Linked DNA regions of Ovis aries: region 1 is linked to region 2. The links are chromatin contacts, called in public Hi-C maps. All regions are on one chromosome and are shown on one strand. Each heading gives the region's core, a stretch centred on a gene start, on an enhancer-like site or on the middle of the called end of the contact. The rest is flanking DNA. Distances are from core to core; before and after follow the strand shown. Region 1 overlaps PLD1 (phospholipase D1). Region 2 overlaps PLD1 (phospholipase D1).

What was found. A called contact is a pair of places that touch in the nucleus more often than the background predicts.
Region 1: a contact with region 2 is called in a Hi-C map of liver, with 7 times the contacts expected there. The contact joins two enhancer-like sites. A contact is called at or near these places in 11 of 16 Hi-C or Micro-C datasets (blood, hypothalamus, liver and 6 more).

Annotation. Positions count from the first base shown.
Region 1 is chr1:216,582,775-216,585,477 of ARS-UI_Ramb_v3.0, reverse strand. The region is part of intron 23 of PLD1 (phospholipase D1); the gene reads right to left. Among named protein-coding and RNA genes, the nearest start is that of TRNAC-ACA, 38 kb to the left of the region's middle. Within about 2 kb of position 1,252, at least 28 of the 54 cell types and tissues checked have an H3K27ac peak or open chromatin away from gene starts, as enhancers often do. A contact at or near this core is called in liver, where this site is marked.
Region 2 is chr1:216,432,631-216,435,330 of ARS-UI_Ramb_v3.0, reverse strand. All of the region lies in intron 1 of PLD1 (phospholipase D1), which reads right to left. Among named protein-coding and RNA genes, the nearest start is that of PLD1, 65 kb to the right of the region's middle. Within about 2 kb of position 1,395, at least 14 of the 54 cell types and tissues checked have an H3K27ac peak or open chromatin away from gene starts, as enhancers often do. A contact at or near this core is called in liver, where this site is marked.

The sequences.
Region 1 (2,703 bases), core at 3-2,502, 150 kb before region 2:
GCCTGGCTGATTCTCTTTTTCTTTCTTGCTCCTCTTGCTCTAGCCCCACGCTCCACTGCTTCTGCAGGCTCAGAGCAGAAGGGTCAGGTTGAAAGGAGCTCAGGGCTACCCTCTGTGATGGGGCCATCAGGGTGGAAAGTATTAGCCCAAATGGCAGGATGCTAGACATGAGAGGAAGCCAGCTCCTCCTAAAGAGACTTCACTGCCATTTGCCACAATATTGCATGCGTGGATGCTTGCTAAAGCCACTTCAGTTGTGACTTTGTGACCCCATGGACTGTAGCTCGCCAGGCTCCTCGCAACCCACTCCAGTTCTCTTGCCTGGAAACTCCCATGAACGGAGGAGCCTGGTAGGCTGCAGTCCAAAGGGTTGCAAACAGTCGGACATGACTGAGCAACTTCACTTTCACGCATTGGAGAAGGAACTGGCAACGCACTCCAGTGTTCTTGCCTGGAGAATCCCAGGGACAGCGGAGCCTGGTGGGCTGCTGTCTGTGGGGTCGCACAGAGTCCGACACGACTGAAGCGACTTAGCAGCAGCAGCGTATGTAGCAAAGAAGCCTCCTCTCTGCGTGAACTGCCCCTTACCCAGGTGTGTGAACTGTCAGGGGTGAGGAGTAAGGTCCCCCAAGTGCTGCTTAGGGGCTTACCAGGTGGCTCAGTGGTAAAGTATCCGCCTGCCAAGCAGGAGACACTGGTTCGATCCCTGGGTTGGGAAGAGCCCCTGGAGTAGGAAATGGCAACCCACTCCACTATTTTTGTCTGGAAAATTTCATGGAAGAAGAGCCTGGCGGGCTTTACAGTCCTGCTGCTGCTGCTGCTGCTGCTAAGTCGCTTCAGTCGTGTCCGACTCTGTGCAACCCCATAGACGGCAGCCCACCAGGCTCCTCCGTCTCTAGGATTCTCCAGGCAAGAACACTGGAGTGGTTGCCATTTCCTTCTCCAATGCCTGAAAGTGAAAGTGAAGTCACTCAGTCGTGTCCGACTCTTAGCAACCCTGTGGACTGCAGCCTACCAGGCTCCTCCATCCATGGGATTTTCCAGGCAAGAGTACTGGAGCAGGGTGCCAGCTCCTTCTCCACCTATACAGTCCATGGGGTCTCAAAGAGGCAGACATCTGATCGAGCAGTGCTGGGGCGTCACTACCACATGTCCCCAGCAGAGGCCGCTGTCGGGCCGGGGCTGCTGAATTGGGAAGACATTGCTCTTCACTGTCTGGCAGCCTGAGCAAATGAGCCCTCTGGAAAGCCTTCTACACAGAGAAGCAGGCGCGCGCGCACGCGCACACACGCGCGCGCACACACACACACACACACACACACACACACACACACACACATTTTCACACCGGTCCCCCTAGACTCCCTCTCAGCACTGTGGGCCCCACACTCGCCAGCAGAGGAATGCATTGCTGGCATTCTGAACTAGAATTCTTAGAGGGTGTGTTTTCTTGTACTTCCAGGGTCTGTCAGCAGTTTCCCAGGGCACTCTCGACCGCACTGGATAAGTGAGCTGTGCTTCTCTTGCGCTCATGCTCAGTCATGTTCGACTCTTTGCGACCCTTTGGGCTGTAGCCCACCAGGCTCCTCTGACCATGAAATTTCCTAGGCAGGAATACTGGAATCCTCCAGGGGATCTTCCACACTGAGAGACGGAAACTGCGTCTCCTGTTTCCTGCCCTGTAGGCAGATTCTTTACCCACTGAGCCATCAGGGAAGCCAGGATAACGGAGTTGGCCTCTACTTATTAGGAATGTGGAGAAGGGGAAGAGAAAACTTCAGATGAATTTAATAAATGAGATACTAAAAATGAGATATTGATGGAGGCAAATATTATTTCCCTTTTTGTTGTTAAACATTCCCATATTCTGAAAATCAAATTCAGAACAGCAGGCTATAGTATTAACCCATTTCTACAGAAAATATGAGGGAGAAGAATGGGCAAGGACTCTAGGAAGATACACACTCAAGAGTTAAGGGTGGTGAGTGCTTTCTGGCAAAGGGAAGGAGACACTAAGGGGAATTTTGACCTTTTACTCTATGTGAGTCCTTAGAATTTGAATTGTTTTCAACAAATGTACTCTGTATTTTTATGGTGACTGCAGTCCCTTGGTTTATTAGGACATTGTCTTGATAATTTAAAACCACTTAATTTTTGGAAAATGACCTTTTCTAAGCCTGTTATTAGGAACTTTTTAAATACTGTGAAATATAGCAAAATAGAAAAGAGTATATGAAAACTTATAAGTACAACTTAGGTAATGACTTTAGAAAATCATCGAATTTATTACCCAAGCTGAAAAACAGAACATTACCACATTCTAGAAGAACTCAGCTATCTTCCTGTGGAAGTCCTTCCCCTCCCAGGAGAGAAACTTTATATAGAATTTTGTGTTCATCATGCTAGGATGATGTTTTCCTGAACAAACCAGTTTACTTTGGGCTTATTTTTAATTTGTGTAAATAGAACCATATAGTAGATAATCTTTGGAGACTGGCTTCTTTCATTCAACATCATATCTTTGGGATTTATCTTATACATATCGTAATGCATTATTTTCCTTAAATGAGCACCCACAAACCTATTTACTCATTCTACTGTTGATGGACGTTTGGGTTGTTTCCAGAGTTTTGCTATGAGACACAGTTATGTTCTGCATAGTGGTGTGTATGTTTCCTGATGTACACATGTGGGAGTTTCACG
Region 2 (2,700 bases), core at 146-2,645:
TTATAACTTCAGCTTCAGCAGAGATAGGACTGGGAACTTTAAAGTTTAGCAAATCACCTCAGAGATTTTTCTAAGTATAATATCTATTTCTGTCTTCCTTCTCCCTCAGGTTTATATTTTTAGACAGAAGAGAACAAGAGAGAACAGACCCTTTCTGAAACACTGTATTTCCCAACAGGGCAAAGAGAGAGGAGATTAAAATGGTAATAATATAAGTATATTCACGTATTTTAAAACACTAGTGCTTACCTTGAACTAAACCATACCTAAAGTTACATAAAAGCCAGTATACTTCATAAGAACACTTATACTTCATAAGTACTTCATATACAAAATTGAAAATATCATCAAATCGAACTACTCTTGTGAAACTATTTAATACCAGATTGCTTTGGTGACAAGTGAACAAAGGTAAAATTGCTCTCGAGATGTCTAAGTTAATGAAATTAAGGAAGATATTCTCTTGATACTTCACTTTATTGACTTAATTTCATTTTAATACTATGAGCGATAATTTCATGCCTTACAAGGCACACTCCGTTTTGACTGTCATATTTACTCCTAGAGTAATCTTCAATCCTGAGGACTTACTTAAGAAGAAAAACAGTGATGACTAAGGAAGGGATTCTGTTCAGCTTGATCCACCTGTGCAGTCTGTCCACGTCAACTGTTACACAGGTATTTTCCGAGGCATTCTAGAAAAATGCCAGGCTTTTCAAAAAGAAAATTAAAATGACATTCTGGTTCCTTTAACTGTAAGTAGTAGGCCCTAGAGAAAACCATACATCAGACAAGCTTGCATGCTGGCTGGGACACAGCACACTGTTGCCTTGTGCTCCAAAAAGTAAAATAAACCATGTATAAAATCATAGCTACTCCTAGAAGACATCATGAGAAGATATAATGAAAGGAATTCTGAAAAAGGAACTGAAAATGCATACAAACAAGCACAGATTTCTAGACTGCACATCTAACACAAACCAGTCATTATTTCATGGCTTCCTCCTGCATTTAATATTGTCCAACAATGCAGATATGATAAGGAAGACTATAAACCTCAGACCTCCATAGGATCAATGAACATTATTTTCTTAAAAAACACAGCAACAGCACAAAATGCCATGCCGACTGTCATGTCATTGCCCCCTGAGAACAGAAAGAAAGTCTGACACATGAAGCATAAAGTCCAAAATGTTATTTACTAACCTGGTGCCCCCGTGAAAGTAGTCGCTTCATATTGCTTTAAAGAAAGAATCCTTACTATGAAACTAATCTCCAGAGCAGCTGACAGCTGAGAAGGGAAAAGAAACTGACCACCCGGAGAATCCACAGACACAGGAAAGCAAGCCCCGTTTTTGGCTGACTCCCCAAAGGCAACTTAAGTCGTAGCCAAGCCCACAAAGCACTTTAGCCTATAAGCTTTAGTAATGAACTTGAAACCACTCCCATATGTTAAATAGACACTGGGCTACTATGAGAAATAAAATCCATGTACAGAATGAGTTAAGACTTTGGGCTTCGTTTTTGTACTTGCTGCCCAAGAAAGCTGTAACACACCAACTTAAACAAAGAGCATTCTCACTCCTTTCTCTCCCTTCAGAGAGAGACTTAAAGTGACTCATTCATTTTAAACAAGAGGAATACAGTCTGCCCTCAACTAGGGCCATGAAATGAGTTTTATATTATTGCCCAAGTTGGTGGTGGTGGTGTTGGAACATATAGCCCTATAATTTCACGGTGCCTAAGAGGGACCATATTAAATTATTGTTTCTGAGAATCAAAGTTACGTACTATCACTATTCCTACATTTTTGAAATATACTGTTGTTATTGTTTAGTCACCAAGTCAAGTCTGACTCTTTTTTGCAACCCCATGGATTGTAGCCCACCAGGCTCCTCTGTCCATGGGATTCTCCAGGCAAGAATACTGAAGTGGATTGTGATTTCATACTCCAAAGGATCTTCCTGACCTAGGGACTGAAACTGCACCTCCTTCATTGGCAGGCAGATTCTTTACTACTGCCACCAGGGAAGTCTCTTAAAATACATTAAATAAGGAAAAAACCTCATTAATCACTGAAGTCTAAAAGTTAAAGTTCAGGGGAAAAACTTATCAAAGAACTACCTAACTTCTGAGTCTGACATGGTGTCTATAAATCTGAAAATTACTTGTAATTCAATTCTACCATCTACAGTTAGGTTATTTTATAAAATAAAAAAGTTTTTTTGGTAGTTTTATAATTGTTTACAGTTTAAACTAGAGCTTAATATAACTTACTATGGTTTTAAAATAATAAATTTATTTTTCATTCTAAAAAACAATTGATAGTTTCCTTAAGACATTTATTTTAAAAAATAATGTTCCAACATATTGCTTCTTAAGAAAGAATTAAAACTCCATGCTCTGCTTTTTAACATAAAGTGCTCATGGTATACAAAATTTTTCCCAAGATTTCAACACCAAGAGCAGTTTTAATTCTTGTTTCCATGATTTCTACCTTATTTTTAGAAGACCTGTTTAACACAATGGTCAAGATTACCAAATTCAGTGTTTCTTCTGAGCCATAAAGATGGGACCAAATATTCCCAAGGAAAATTTGCAATACTAACCACGTACTTTAATAACACTTGATTCTTTTGTTGCCAAGTAGATTTACATGTATTTATGGTAAAATCCATGTTACTCAAAACCTGTGAAACA